2 separate regions of the Triticum aestivum genome follow, and region 2 is linked to region 1. The links are chromatin contacts, called in public HiCAR-type maps. All regions are on one chromosome and are shown on one strand. Each heading gives the region's core, a stretch centred on a gene start, on an enhancer-like site or on the middle of the called end of the contact. The rest is flanking DNA. Distances are from core to core; before and after follow the strand shown.

What was found. HiCAR-type assays count read pairs that join an accessible place to other places.
Region 2: a contact with region 1 is called in a HiCAR-type map of leaf, with 9 times the contacts expected there. The contact joins two enhancer-like sites. A contact is called at or near these places in 3 of 5 Hi-C or Micro-C datasets (leaf and an unstated tissue) and 1 of 1 datasets of contacts at active chromatin or transcription factors (leaf).

The regions. Positions count from the first base shown.
Region 1 is chr5B:590,555,173-590,562,895 of IWGSC CS RefSeq v2.1, reverse strand. No RefSeq gene overlaps it. Among protein-coding and RNA genes, the nearest start is that of LOC123113463, 12 kb to the right of the region's middle. Within about 2 kb of position 3,560, at least 6 of the 8 cell types and tissues checked have an H3K27ac peak or open chromatin away from gene starts, as enhancers often do. A contact at or near this core is called in leaf, where this site is marked.
Region 2 is chr5B:590,767,948-590,775,670 of IWGSC CS RefSeq v2.1, reverse strand. LOC123113464 (leucine-rich repeat receptor-like serine/threonine-protein kinase BAM1) reads right to left here. Exons shown (of 2, transcript XM_044534696.1): 1 at 6,013-7,723; 2 at 4,645-5,490. The coding sequence ends at 5,003. Among protein-coding and RNA genes, the nearest start is that of LOC123113464, 5.0 kb to the right of the region's middle. Within about 2 kb of position 3,705, at least 3 of the 8 cell types and tissues checked have an H3K27ac peak or open chromatin away from gene starts, as enhancers often do. A contact at or near this core is called in leaf, where this site is marked.

The DNA of each region.
Region 1 (7,723 bases), core at 2,311-4,810:
TTAGGAAACATAACCATCTTTGATTAATGAGCTAGTCAAGTAGAGGCATACTAGTGACATTAAGTTTGTCTATGTATTCACACATGTATCATGTTTCTAGTTAATACAATTATAGCATGAATAATAAACATTTATCATGATATGAGGAAATAAATAATAACTTTATTATTGCCTCTAGGGCATATTTCCTTCATGCTCATCCCCCTGGACGTACCTACATCTCCCTCAACACCACTTGGACCCATGACAAGAGCTAGAGCAAAGGCTATCGAGGATAAGGTGAACTCGCTCCTCTCCCAACACCCTCTCTCTACTCACGAGACTTGGCTACTACCTCATACGGACACTCTGTGTGTGATCAGGTACTTGGAGGAGAGCCACGGGATAGCTACACCCAATGGCCAAGGTGGCAAGGACACTAAGCATGAACATCAAGAAGAAGAGCCATTTGGGAAGCTACAGGCACCGGACGACCGGCCGGGCCCGGACGTCCGAGCCCTGGAAGATGCTACAGCCGAGAGAAGGAAGGCAGGACAGAGCTACTGGCCACGGACGACCGGCCCAGCCCGGACGTCCGATGACTCCCAGGACCCGGACGACCGAACCCCTCCGGACGTCCGGTACTTCACCACCCGAGCCAAATCTACGAAAGTTCGGCGATCAACGGACGTCCGGACCGTCCCGAAGCTCCGGACGACCGACTCCCTCCGGACGTCCGACTCGTCCCCAACAGAGCTGAAACTACGGAAGTCCGAGCTTTTCCGGACGTCTGGACCTTCCCGAGCCTCCGGACGTCCGACGCCTGCCTGTGCGCAGAGTATTGGGTCGAGTCCCATGTAGCCTTCACTTACCCTTTCATGGCCCTATACTATATATACTCCGACACTTTCTACTAGATAGGGTTAGCATTGTGATAGCTCGTTTTGAGATAGAGCATTGCTCATCCGTACCGGATCTACTCCACGTGAGGGACCGTGCCTCTTCGGAGAAGATCCATTCGGATTCAAGGCCTCCATCCGGAGAAGAGAATCAAGACCTCCTCACGGAGAAGAACGGTTACTTTTGTATCTTCCCTTTGTTGACTTTGGATCTTGTGTTACCTTATGCTTTCGGTGATCTAGCCCTTGTGTGATCAATCACTTGTCGGTTGAGTGTTCCTCTCGGTCCTCCCCGTGATTTCCCTCGTGTTCTTCCGCGCGTTCTTCATGTTCCCCCGTAGGATCCACTCCAAACGTGAAAGATCGGCCCCATAGGGTCCTGCCCTACATCACTACATCTGCTTAAGACTTGACGTACACTCCAAGACATCCCCTACTGCCTCTCCCCTAGATACCGACCATTTAACCCTAGATGCCCTACCTGGCGTGTATATAAGCCAAAGGGTTTATCCCATGGAAGGGACATAATCACAATTGCATTCACCTAGCCCTAGGGTTAGAACACAACTTTGATCTCGAGGTAGATCAAGCTTTTACTCGATACATCTCCATCAATATAAACAAGAGCGGGACGTAGTGTTTTACCTCCATCAAGAGGGCCCGAACCTGGGTAAATATCGTCTCCCTTGTTCCCATTACCATTTGTCCGAGATCCACAGCTCGGGACCAGCTACCCCGAGGTCTGCCGATTTTTTACGCCGACAACAAGCTTAACATACAATTGTCAGTAATATCAGTAAGTCAGACAGAAGAATGCAAGCATAGATCAGCAGTAGAAGGAACTAAAGGAAGATAAGGAGGAGATTAGCAGCGTTGGCAGGGAGTGTCCGACTCACGCACCTCAGAAGCGCAGGCCGCTGGCCAGAGAGGTGGGGTGCGGCGTAGGCGCGGCGCCACCGCCGTCACGATTCACAGGAGAAAAAAACAAAGAAGACAGGAGGGGAATCGGTCGTCTATAACTTCGCTATAGATGGAAGGAGAGAATCGTCGCGTGCGGCGTGTGAGTTTCTTAGGTGGCTGAGCCTTGTGTTGTGCGCCTGGGATGCAAGGTGTTGAGTGGCTGATTTTATTTTATTGAGAGTGACTGATCCTTTGTTTCGAGACTAACGAGTTACACGAGTACTCGTGAGATTGGCTCATTTAACTCGATCTAGAAACGATCTTAGAGCATGTTTGGATCCAAGAGACTATTTTTAATTTGAATAAAACTAGTCTCTTTTAGAGGCTAAAGTTTCAATCACCCCTGACTAAAGAAAGGCTAGAACTAATCTTGAGACTAAAAAATTTTAGTCAGGGGAACCCTACTAAAATGTGGATTAGTCCTCGCTCTCCTCATTTAACTCCTCTCCTTTAACACATGCGAGTTCTGGATTGGAGTGTTTGAAGGATAATAAATGCTCATTAACTCGATTTTAGTCTATTTAGTATTTGTATCCAAGCATGGATGAGGTTAGCAAGTTTTAGTCCCACTACTTTTAGTTATGAGACTAAAACGTATTCAAGCACCTTCTTAAACTGAATATTGACTCGATCGAGTGCGAGTCTATTTGAGCCGAGTCACGAGCTACTCATTTAGCTCGCGAGCTTCAAGTTTTTTTCTGGCCACAGTTGCACGGCGAGTTTTACCTCCGGGAATCGTAGCAGGTATGCGGGCGCGGCTCGTGGTCCTCCCTCGCGGCCGGAGTGGAGCTGCGAATCTTGTCGCCTGGACCGCCCGCATGCAATGCAATGCACTTCGCCTGCCTTCAATGGAGCACACCCGCCAAATCCCCCGTTGCGTTCGCGGCAACAACTCGGCCCCTCCGTATAATCTCGACCCCAGCGACCGTAGAACAACACCGCTGGCCCGAGGAAAATCAGCGGTTTCACTCCCCTGGCCTGGCCCATGTACGTATTTTGGAGGTTTACACATTACAGCTACGTGTCGGACGTATCCTCGGATTCCTGGGGTCGATGCCCTCGGTCGTACGTCGCCGACTCGGATTCCGGCTGCGCATTCAGGGGCGGATTTAATCGATCGGATCGGAAGCCTCACCGGCAACTCTGACCCGGGGAATGGTCGGAGTCAATGGCGGGCGGCCGATCAATGCCTCCGGTACAGTACTACTCCCTTGTCCTACTCTCTGTTTCTTTGTACATGTTCATGGGCCGTATACCAGCTGCTATACAGTGCACCGTACGTGATATACTCACAGTGCATTAAGAGCAGCTTTATAACTTCACCAACAACGCTGACTCGACTCGACTCGCCACGGGTGAGCAGAACAGTAAACAAAACCGTGTCATCAATTCCCTTCTCAGAAACCCGCAGCTAATCCTGCAGGGAGAGGCTGCGCGAATTAACCCGCGGTGTCAGTCAGCCCGGCTGAGACCAGAGGTGGCCGACTGCTCGTACACAGACAGACACACAGTGAAACCAACTGATCATCACGCATCCATAGGTATTAACCGCAGGGAGTAGCAGTACTGGAGATTATTCAGTCCTTAACAGTCGCAGCTTCACTTTCCTACAGTAGATTTCCTTTTACCGCGGGCCATTCACAGCGTCAGTACCACTTGAGCAAGCAGGCTCACTCTCACTCGCTGTCGCTGTTGGTGGCGGGAGTATCATTGTTTTCTACCGCGCGCCCCCGGTCCCGTGTCCGACGCCGCGGGGCCCACCGCCCCCCGCTCGGCGCTAGATGCCAGGCCGGTCAAATTCTTGCGATTGTCTTGCGCTCGCCCTGCACTGGCCCCCAGCACACCACAGCACATCAGACCCCGTACCACCACCACCCACTGCTTTCGCTCGCGTGATTCCGAGGAAAATTTCCACCACCCTCTCCCCCTCCCGCTCTGTTCTACTCCCCCTCCTCAGAGTTTCGCCATTGGCTGGCCGCAGACGAGGACCGGAGGACACAACTGGAGGACGGACGGAGACGGACCCATCCGGTGAGAAAAAAGATTACAGTAACACTTCTTTGACTGCATGACGCAATGCATGCCGTGAATACTGTACTGCGCTACGTGCTGCATGCTGCTGTCAGTGTTTACAGGTTAAGCAGGCATGGTGTAGTTACTGCGAGGTTAAGGGCCACTGAAGCAAACTGGCAGCAGTGACAGCATGGGATATGAATCTGAATGCTTGATGACGGGGGTGACACGGGCTTTCCTCGTCAGCACTGACTGGTGACTGCCCTGCTTGTTTGTGTTTGAATGGACGCAGAGGCAAGAATGATTAAGCTGCTAGTAAGCACCAACAGTCACTTTTGCACAAAGTCACTGGCAAAAGGCAGATAAGTTAAAGTTTTAGCTTTCTTTATTCAGCAATCACCACAGCTTTTATCGATCGCTAGCTGAGGTTAAGAGCAGACACCAATGATGATGATGGTGATAAGTGCCCCTCCCAAACTGCATGTGTCGAGGTGAAGTGAAGGTGGGATCTTAACAAAGGCCCTACAAAATCATGCGGAGTAGGGCTCATCTTTAAACTAACCATGGCAGATACTAAGATCAAAATATTACTGCTACCACTAGTGTGATCAATTAGTAGTCAATAATGCAAGTAGTAGTGTTGTATAATTTCCAAGGTCCCGGGCCTGGTAAAAGAAGAAAGAAAGTGAAGGCCAAGGCTCTCTACCCCACGCCCATGTGAGCCAAGGCGCTTTGGAGCAGGTGAAAAGAAACAAAGGGAGGGCGGAGATTCTCCCTGCCCATGTATAGGCGACCGTGAATGCATGGTTCCAAGGGAGGCTCCACGGCGGTCACGTACTCCCATCAAATCTTTGATTGTAGTAGCAGCACTGTGTGGTTTCTTCTCGCTTGATGGAGTACTCCCATCAAAGTTTTTGGAGTTAAGCTCCGTTGAATGGATGCAGCTGACTAATTAGATTACGGCTTGATAAGGCTATTATACTGGTGCTTGGCCAGAGTTTTTCAACGTCGTAGTAATGATCAATTATGTCCTAGATTAGGGCGTGGGATGGTGCTAGCCTAGAGCTAAGTAAACAAATGGCGGCAGCGTAGTGTTTTTGCGGCCAGTATAGTTATATGCTCAGTGGGATCACTACTCCTACCCGCGAAGTTGCAAGCTCCGAGCTGGCCGCGCCCTGTACCCCGTGCAAAGCCGTCGTCTATCTCTTTGAAAACACCTACTCACACGCACAAACACAGAGACAGAGAGACGGGGCCAGCCATCTTTGTTTGCCTAATCAACCACGCTCGTCTTATTTACCGCCCCAAGCAGCTCGATGCTACTACTCTACCACGGGAAGCCCACGGTGCCCACTTAAAGGCCCGTTTATTTTGCGTTCGTGGACACCCACGGTCAGCACATCCCGACATGTGGAATATGTGGGTTATCCCATGATGCCCACATCGAACCCACCTAACTGACTAGCCTGGGCACGCCGCGGGGATTAGGACTCGCTGCCAGCCATGGCCGCGCCGCCGTGGCCGGCCTATACACGTCGTCCACCTCCATGGCCAACCTATTGAGTTCGTCGACCTCCTCTATGGCCGCACGAGCGTCGTCGTCCATCCCCGCATTGGGCGCTGCAGCGCCGCCGTCTATCTCCGTCGCGGCTGCCGGCCGCCCCAGCGCCGCCATGTACCTCCGCAGCCGCAACTCTTCCCACCACCACATAATTCTCTTCTCCCACCATTCCTGCTGCCGGCGCCACTGGAAAGGACTGCGAGAAGAGGCCTACCGCAGGCATCGACCAAGAATCTGGAAGGAAAAGTTCCAAGAGGAGAGAATCTGCAATTGACAAGAGAAGGAAGATTGCTGCTGTTTCCCCCTCTTCCAATCCATGCAAAGCTCGAGGTTTTAACTGAATTTTATGCATGTATGCGCTGCTGCTATGTGTGTGATGTTAAGTTCCTGCATGATTAACTGTTAGTAGATCCTTTTGAGAGACTAAGAATGGTGGTTGTACTGTGCCTGCTCTCTGTTTCTCCGCATGACAAATAATCTATTCTCTGTTTCTGTATGAACTATAATTAAGTTTCTGTATTGACTAGGTGGGCATTGTACTGTTTAAATTTTGCCTCTCTATTCGTCTTGCTACTGAAGAGTTAATTATACGGCCAGTTAATTATAGCAGCGTTGTTTGTTGGTGCTGCAAGTACAACGGCACTAGAGCACTAGGCCAAGGCATGCCGTGCATGCCGGCTGTAGGTGCGCATTATGTAGACGAGCTGTTAGAGCTCCCAAGGAACCAGTGATGGTAGCTCACCACCTCAAGATGACAGTGCGAACGTATTTCAACAGATACATCTGCATCAATTAAGTGGGTATTCCACTAAACCCACTTATATCCCACATAATAATATATGGGCTTTGGCGGGTATCCCATTTAATCTACGCGGCAGATGTGGGGCGGATGCGGGCCTCCCGCGGAGCGTCCCACTTACAGCCTGATCCGTACTATTTGTTTGCTTGCACGTACTGTGTTTTCCTTTGTAGGTAACGCACATCAAAAATGAAAAGAAAATGCGTGCACGCAATCAGAAGAAGGCAAAACGAAAGACAGAACAAGGCAAAACAACAACCTGCTGATCCAGCAGCGGCCTCAGCAGCTGCTTTGTGTTTTCACGTGTAGGATCCGCCCGAAACTGCAACGCCACGCCGTGCCGTGCCGTGCGCACCGCCGGTAGAGCATGCATGCATGCAGCGGTGATCGCCTGCAGCGTTGGCTTGGTTCAGGTTGGTACGCCTGCCGGCCGGGGCGGGGTCACGACTTGCACGCTCGTTCGATCGTTGGTCGCATTCAGAGCAGAGACGGCCTTGAGCCATTCCGTGAAACATTTTCCTTTTCATCACCGTGGCAAACAAGACGCGCAGCAGCAGCAGCAGTAGCGCTTTTGTTTGTTCGACCGAACAGGCTACCGAGTAGCCCACACGGGCGGTGGGCTGGTGGCTGGCCATAGCCTAGGCCGAGGCCCAGCCCCAGGCCGGGTGGCTAGCTGCCCGACGTGTCGACGTGCCGAGCGTAATGGCGATGCGATGCGCGCTGCCGTGCAGATTCAGCCACTACAGCACAGCGTTGCGTTCAGACATCGCAAATGTTTCTCTTGCATGCATAAATGAATAACTGTCGACGTGGAGTTGTGGGCTCGTAGCTTGAGCGCTGCTGCAGCGCATGGAGTGGAGGGACCATCCATCCATGATCCATCCCCCGGCATGAATGAATGAATGTGGTCTCGAGAGTGGGTGACGGGCGTCAGTCCAGGGGGGCGAAATCAATGAATGAATGAATGAATCATCTGCGTCCATGCATGATCCATCCATCCGCAGATGAGATGAGATGAGATGAGATCCCCACCGGCCCCAGTCCTACAGTACAAGTTGTTAGCGCTAGTACCACGGCCCATGCGCAACACATGATCTCCCATCTATCCTATACTGCTATTCTCAAAAAAAAAAAAAAATCTATCCTATACTGCTCCCGACATACGGTGCCCTGTCCTTGAGCTCAATCATCAGGCATCATACGTATCTCCCAGCAACGGTGATGTCAACTGTAACTGCTCGCTGTTCTTATTCATTTCATCGGTGTTTGAGCAACGGTCTCGAAAGCTCTCATTTATTCAGGCCCAGTTTGTGTTTCGCTGTAAAAAGGAGTAGACGAAAAATGCAGTCGAAAACATGTCAAACAAACGCCAAAATAGGAAAAAGCGGATTCGATAGTAAACGGGATCATTATAATGCCAAACGCAGCCTTGGGCCCATTGAGAACATTAGGGAATGTTCTTTTCATCTGTTGAAATTTTCCTAGGTAACCTTTGCAAGGGGTACCACTTAC
Region 2 (7,723 bases), core at 2,456-4,955, 210 kb before region 1:
ATCGTCCACCAGATCGCCTGGAATACCATATGCAAGCATTGCGGATGGCCGCGGTGCATTTCTGGTAAGAGGAGAATCCAAGCTTGCCAAGGGCATCCGTCTTGCACTCGAAGTATGGGTCATGAGCAACCACTCCCTCTCGGATACGGTTGAACAAATGCCTTGCCATACGAAAACGGCGACGAAATTTATCCGGCTTGAAGAGCGGGGTGTTCGCAAAGTAATCGGCATAGAGCAGGGCGTGGCCTCTCTCCCTGTTGCGGTTCAGGTTGGGAGCACGGCCAGGGAGTGACCCCCTGTACCGAGGAAGCTGCCGTTGAATATGGTCGTGAACGACCAGTGCAGCCACCACAAGATCTTCATCATCTGACGACGAATCGTCCGATGAACAAAGGAAGTGATGAAAGAAAAACTCGTCTCCACTGTCCATACCTTTGTTGGCAAAAGGTCGAACACCTTGCGGTCGCAGTGGCGAAGAGGCCGCGATGATCACCTCGACGCAGCAGGGGTGGTTGCCGGCCGGCTACTGGCCGCTCTGGAGCTCTCGTCGGAATCTGCCTCGGCCGCCGTGGTCCGTCGCCGGCAGTCGTGTCCCCTCCGCCGATAGACCTCCCCCGATAGACGACCAAAACTACGGCGAAAGCGCGGGCGTGGTGGCGGCCATGTCGAGACGTGGTTTGGTATGGACGGCGGGGGGCTGCGCGGTGAGGAGGCGGCCGGAGAATAGGGGCGGCGCCGGCGGCGGGGCGGGGTGGGGAGAGAGGGTGAAGCGTTGGGAGCGGAGGGACTGCTAGTGTCCCCGACAGGCGGGCCACGGGGGGACAAGGGCGTGTGTCTCGGTCGTCCGCGCGCGTCCGTTTCACTCCAAACCGAGCGCAAGTTTGGGCCCGGGATGGGTCGAGAACGGACGAAATCTGGACATTTGTCCGTTTGCGCCCGCGCGCTGGGCCGTCTCGTTTGTACCTTTTACCTCAAACGGACGGGACAGGCAGGATAGGATCGCGCGGTGGAGTTGGCCTGAGGACCGGCATTCAGATCACGATGGTTGGGATACATGCATGAGTGCGTCCGAAAAGAAGAGAAGCCGAGCTGGCTTTCATGCTATCTGTTGCAAACAGTAGGCGGCCGGTCAAATGCTGAGGAATTTTTGGACCTCCCCATTTGCAGCCGCGTTCCGTGGCGTTGCACTTCACGCTTCTGCATCCAGTTACCCAGAAAATGTAGGGCTGGCCGTGCTGAGTTTGCCCGATCACAGCTCTGACTTAGACGTGCCTGTCCCAGTTCAGCACGCTTAGCTAGGCTGGCTTCCGTTTCCGTGGCGGCGTGTAGGTGTAGCAATGCCTCCCATCTCCGTGACTCCGTCCGGCCTCCTCCGCGCTCCGTCGGCAACCAATGATGCTCCGCTTCAGTTCAGTTCAGTGGTGCCCGCCGCGCGCTGCGCCGGCGACCTTCTTTACATTACGTGCGAGCCTAATATCGAGCAGGATGACGCACGCGGGTCGGGTGCACAGCCTGCGACCGTCGAGACAGCGGCGTCGGATAGACGGGCCCATGCCCACGGGACGCAACCACGGACACGAACAGGAGCACGGAGAGCGAGCCTTGGTCGCTGCATGCACAAGTCTGCTACCGCGCGCACGCGTGCGCGATCGAGAACGACGGTCCCTCGCAGTCGCAGTGGTTCGCCTCCCCCATGTGACTGAACTGTGCTACACCGCTGTATGTTGCTCCCGACTCCAGATGAGAGCAGTTGTTCCGTGTGCGGTGCTCCTGTATGCCCTCGCTTCGGCTAGGTGGACGGACGTCCTCTTCATCAGAGTAGAGAAGAAAGAAGCCCTGCACCACCACCACAACGGAGCCCCTTATGATAGCTATACCACGTGAGCCCACCGACTCTCTTTTCTTTTCGGCAAACACTGGCTGGTAAAGACGACGACGACGACGACGTCCTCGGCGCTGACTTCCGCTTCAGTTACGCTTTATCTGATTCACCAACTCCGGCGTTGTGTTGTGTTGTGTTTTGGACTGAACCTGTTAGTTCAGAACCTAACCCGTGTGCTTTGTCTGGCTGTCTGTCTGCCTGGAAGAGTAGATCGTTGGCACATGGACTCCACTATCTGCCTGCCTATACCTCCTCATAGCTACTGTAGGTCTCATCTCCTGCGCGCACAGCTTGCTTGGCTTCAGACTTCGGAGTTGAGACGACACGGATTAAGCTCGCACTGGCCGTTGTCTCCGGCCATGAACCAGAGCGAGCGACAGAGGCAGAAACCGTGACTCCGGTGAGAGTTATTTTTCCCTATTTTAGCCAGGCACAGCCGCAGCCCGCAGGCGAGTGTAAATAGCCTTGGGGTGAATAACTGAACAGTGTGGAAAGGCAGAGCCCGCGTCATCATCTGATCTGATCTCTGACCAGCCACCAACAAGAGAGGTAGAGAGATACTAAAAGCTGTGGTCGGAGTAGTGTTGCGTCTCAATAATAGCGGTGCCACTGCTTGCTTGCTTGCTCGCTCGCTCCACAGAAGGCAGAACCGCCAAGCGATCAACAGGCTACTACTCCCGCTACAAGAACCAGGCCGGGTCTAGAAGAAGGAACCGCCCGATCACCCGGGTTTTATTACAGTGGACACGGGGCGGAAATGAAGTTACGTGACCGACCTTAGTTTATGTGAGGCTGAGGCCACGCCAATAATTGGATATGGATGAGTGGGCAGGACTCGGGAGTGGCCAATTTTTTGTCGAAAGAGACTCCCTACCCGATAGAATTGCCAAAAAAGACCCCTTTCAAATGAAATTGACAAAAAGGACCCCTCGGCCGTGGCGGCAGGCGCGCCAGGCGACACGTGGCACCTGCCGCCACGGTGCCAGGCGGCAGCGCCTGCCGCCAGCCGGCGAGGCGGCAGCCTTCAAGTTACAGCAAGCAGCGAGGCGGAACGGAACGGAGGGCGGTGGTGGGACATGCCGCTAGTGGGCGAGGCGGCAGCACTGTGCCCTGCCGCCTGGGGGCGTGGCGGCACGCCTGTGCGTGCCTGCTGCTGCCGAATTTCGTTATGGCTAGGTGGCATAGGGGCAGTGCGCGCAACACGCCATGGAAGATGCATGCATGCATGGCAGGGAATGGGATGCGAATCCACGAGTTAGATGGATAGGTACGTTGCCGCTCAATCAATCAAATTCGTGCTTATCACTCCACTGGCTGATTGCTTTTGTCTAATTACTCTAGAACCTGGACAGTCAAACAACTTTTTTCGTGTGTCACACACCAGGGCGAGGATCCAGCAACGTATCTTCTTGAAAAAAGAAGCGGCGCATTAGTCCCGACGCAGCGATCGGCAGCAGCAGGCACGCACAGGACCGTGGCCACGCCCCCAGGCGGCAGGGCACATTGCTGCCGCCTCCCATGCTGGCGGCCGGTCTCACCATCGGCCTCCGTTCCGTTCCGCCTCGCCGCTCGCAGTTACTCGAAGGCTGCCACCTCGCCTGCTGGCGGCAGGCGCCAGGCGGGTGCCACGTGTCGCCTGGCGCGGCTGCCGTCACGGCCGAGAGGGGTCTTTTTTGTCAATTTTATTTGATGGGGTCTTTTTTGTCAATTCCAGTGAACAGGGAGTCTCTTTCGACAAAAAATCGGAGTGGCCAACACAAACAGGCACAGCGTGCGATCCAGATTGGAGTGCCGTCGTCGCGTCGCGTCTGGCTGTGGATGTGACCATTCTCTTTGGACGCATGCATCCAACGGGAGGAGACGGGACCCAAGAAAACGGCAACAGTGGCCCGGTACAAATGCAGCACGAAATTCCAATGCGCCATCGATCGCACTGTCCACCTAATTTCACGCTCCTTCTGTTGCCTCCTGGCACCAGTATCACCATTATTTCTCTGCAAAAAACGGCGGCGGGGCGAGATCTCGCCGGAGGCCGAGGACGAGGGCACGGTACGTGCGTAGATAAACTCCATGGACAACCCTAGAATAGATTGACTTTCCGTTGGGTGTGCACCGGAGCAAAAGCAGGGTAGGTAAGATCAGATCAAGGGAGCCAGGAGACGAGGGAGAGGGGCCGTGGAAAGGCACGCCGGCCGTTCGCCGTCCCGTTCCACGGCGGTGCGTGCCCCCATCAGCCATCATCCGGCCTGACGACGTCGCAGCGGCCGTGCGCCGGTGCGGCATGATTATTTAACCCCCGTCCCCACAGGGTCAGGGGGTCGCCGAGGCGCATCATCATCATCGATCATCATTAGATTAGATTAGATGGGGCCTCAGGCAGCGAATCGCCTGACATTAGTCTAGAGTTTAGACCCTACTGGTGCACTCACTAGTGCTGCTGATCTGATCACATTCGGATGCTGCTGCTTGGCGTTACGCCGAGGGCAAAGCGTCGTTTGTTTGACATTCGCAAGCCGGCTTGGCCTCGGATCAGCAAGGATTCCTTGATCGTCTCTGAACGTCAAGCAAAGTCAAAAAGGGAGCAGCATCAATCGAACGCTTTGGCAGCACAAAAAGCGCTTTGCAATTATCATTCTTCTCAGAGGGCAGAAAGAAAGCGCTTTTCTTTCTTTGGTACTACAGCATTGGTGATGAAGTGGTACTCCTACTGCAAACATTTGCAGATCAACAGAAGCCACTTTAAAGTTTAAAGAGGACCATGGTTCCACAACAAAGATTTTTCAGATTCTCATGCTGGACCGGACCGGAAAGGAGCTTGGCATTTAGTAGATGGCTACTACTGATACTACTACTACATTGCACAAGGAAAGATCATCAAAGGCTCCACTACCACATAATCCCTACGGCTACAAGCAGCAAAGCAAAGTACCAAACAGGCAAACACACACCAAACTGGAAGCTCTTGGACACCCCCACCACCAAAGCAGCTTGGATATGTACAGCACAACACCAACAAAGTCTCTCACCCAACGAACCCCAGATTCAGGCCTAAGCTTGCACGATCAAAGGAAGCCCCAACATATTTGCGACGGACGGCGATGCTTCCGGGTACTTGGATGATCAGATGCTGATGAGATCAGGAGGCGACGACTCCGAGCTTGTGTGCTGCTGCTGCGGCTGCTGATCTTTCGCGTCGCCGGCTGGTGCCTCGGTGTAACTGGTTGGGGCAGGAGGGTTGGATTCAGGTCCTTCGCAGGAGAGAGGAAGCTCTTCTTCTCCATCTTGGTTGGCAGCTGGCTTTGGGAGCTCGCTCAGGATCTGCACGACCTCCCGCATCGTCGGGCGCTGCACGCTGTGCTCCTCGGTGCACAGCAGGGCGACGTAGAATACGTGCATGACCTCGTGCACCGGCACGGTCGACAGCCTCGGGTCCAGGATCTTCATCACTTGCTCCTTGTTTGGGCCTGTCATCATCTTGACCCACTGGACAATGTCGACGCCGTCGCCAAACTCCCCCACAGGTTTACGCCCGGTGACGAGCTCCAGAAGCACCACGCCGAAGCTGTAGACGTCGCTCTTCTCATCGACCTTGAGGGTGTATGCATATTCTGGACAGCCACGGATGACAAAATAATGCAAGATTGGTTAGTTAGAAAGTGATACACTGACGTTCTTTCGCAGCTAGAGAAATGTCAAGTTAGAGTACAAGACAAAGAATTGAAGTAACTGAACCTAACTATAGACAGGGAGTGCCTGCTTTCTTAAATCAAAAACCTCTTACGAGTTACGAATTAATTGCAATGAGGTGGTACTAAGAAGCAGACGCTATGTTTACAGATGTGATTCAGGACTAATAAAAGAACGACTCAATGTCTCAATTTTTAGAATCTACATCTTGATAGCGGGCTTGGGAAGGAAACTCTTATAACTTGACCGGTGTCAGTAAGCATTGGAATACTCATCAAAACTACTAGCTAAGTCATATCAGTAAACAATTGCTAAGTACTACATACAGCACAATGTTATAACAAGCCTCTGCAATAAGAATCAAAGTATTTATGACATCAGTATTGTGCATCTTTTCAGAGTAGGCTACCTGAATTTAACTAAAGGAATACATGTTTTAATACCTGGAGCAATGTAGCCATATGAACCAGCAATGGCAGACATGCATTCTGATGCGCCGGTGTCCTGCAGGAATTTCGCCAGCCCGAAGTCGGCCACATGAGCTTCAAAGTCAGAGTCAAGAAGTATATTGTTCGACTTGACATCACGGTGAAGTATCAGTGGTGAACAATCATGGTGCAGGTAGCACAGCCCCTTGGCAGCTTCAATGGCAATCTTGTACCGAGTGTCCCAGTGCAGGTGTTCGCCCTTCTTGCCATGGAGAAGCTCCCCAAGACTACCATTGGGCATATACTCATACACCAGCAGGTTGGTCTCATTGTTTGAGCAGAAGCCTAGCAGGCGCACAATATGGCGATGCCGAATCCTCCCAAGTGTTTGTATCTCTGCTGAGAATCCATGATCATGCGATGAGCCACGGACCATTGCAGAGAGCCTCTTCACGGCCACATGATCACCATTGGGCATTGATCCCTTGTACACAGTTCCAGCCCCGCCTTTGCCAATAATGTTCTCCTCTTTCAGGGAATCGAGCACATCATCACAGGTGAAATCAAGGCGCTGGAATGCAGTGAGTTTCCACATCCGTGCATCACTGGCTTTCTTCAACGACCGCGCCTTCAGAATCGCCGCGGTGGCAAATATAATGGAGCAAAGAAGCAAGCCTAACACAATGAGCAGCTTGATGGTACTAGACAGCCCTCCATGGCCATGGTTGGTGTGACCAGCATCAGCAATGCCAGGGCGGCATGGACCAAGGTATGGTCCACACAGGTTTGGATTGCCAACGAAAGATGTGGCATTGAAGTAGCTGAACTGGCCGGTCCCTGGGACGAGCCCGGATAAGTTGTTGTATGAGAAGTCGACCGCCGTCAAGCTCTGCATTGTGGAGATGGATGGAGGTATCTCTCCATCAAGGTGGTTCTTGGACAAGTTGAGGTAGTTCAGTATCCTCATTCCAGAGATGGCCGGAGGAATCCTCCCGGAGAGGTTGTTCCTGCTCAGGTCCAAGTAAGTGAGCAGCCGGCATTTCCCAATCTCCGGCGGCACACCTCCCTCGATCGCATTGCCGCTAAGGTCGGCCTTTGACAGCTCCTGCAGCCGCCCAACCTCGGCAGGCAACACGCCGGAGAACGAGTTGCGATCAAGTAGCAGCTTCTGAACACCAGAGAAGTTTCCAATGGATGCCGGCAATGCACCGGTGAGCTGATTGTTGGACAGGTTGATCTCCCCCAGATTAGGCGCCGCGGGGCCGACCACAGCAGGGAAGTCGCCGGTGAGGAGGTTGTCTTGCAGCTCGACCTGAGTGAGCTTCTGCAACTCGAAGAGCCCCTTGGGAATGGAGCCGTTCAAGTAGTTCTCTCCGAGACGGATACGGCTCAAGGATTTGCACTGGCCGAGGGAGTCGGGGATGGAGCCGAACAAGGAGTTGCCGAGGGCGATGAGCGTGTGCAGCTTGCCCCCGGCGCAGAGGTCCGGCGGCAGCGTGCCGGTGAGCCTGTTGGAGGAGAGGTCGACCAGCTGGAGGCGATTGTTGCCGCCGAGGCGGCGGGGCACGCTGCCGGTGAAGTTGTTCTCCCAGAGCTGCAGCACCTCGAGGCTTGGCAGGTCGCCGACGAAGTCGGGGATGTCGCCGCGCAACTTGTTCCGGAACAGGTTGAGCAGCGTCATGTTCTTGAGCTGGGAGAAGCTGGGCGGTATCTCGCCGGCGAGCGC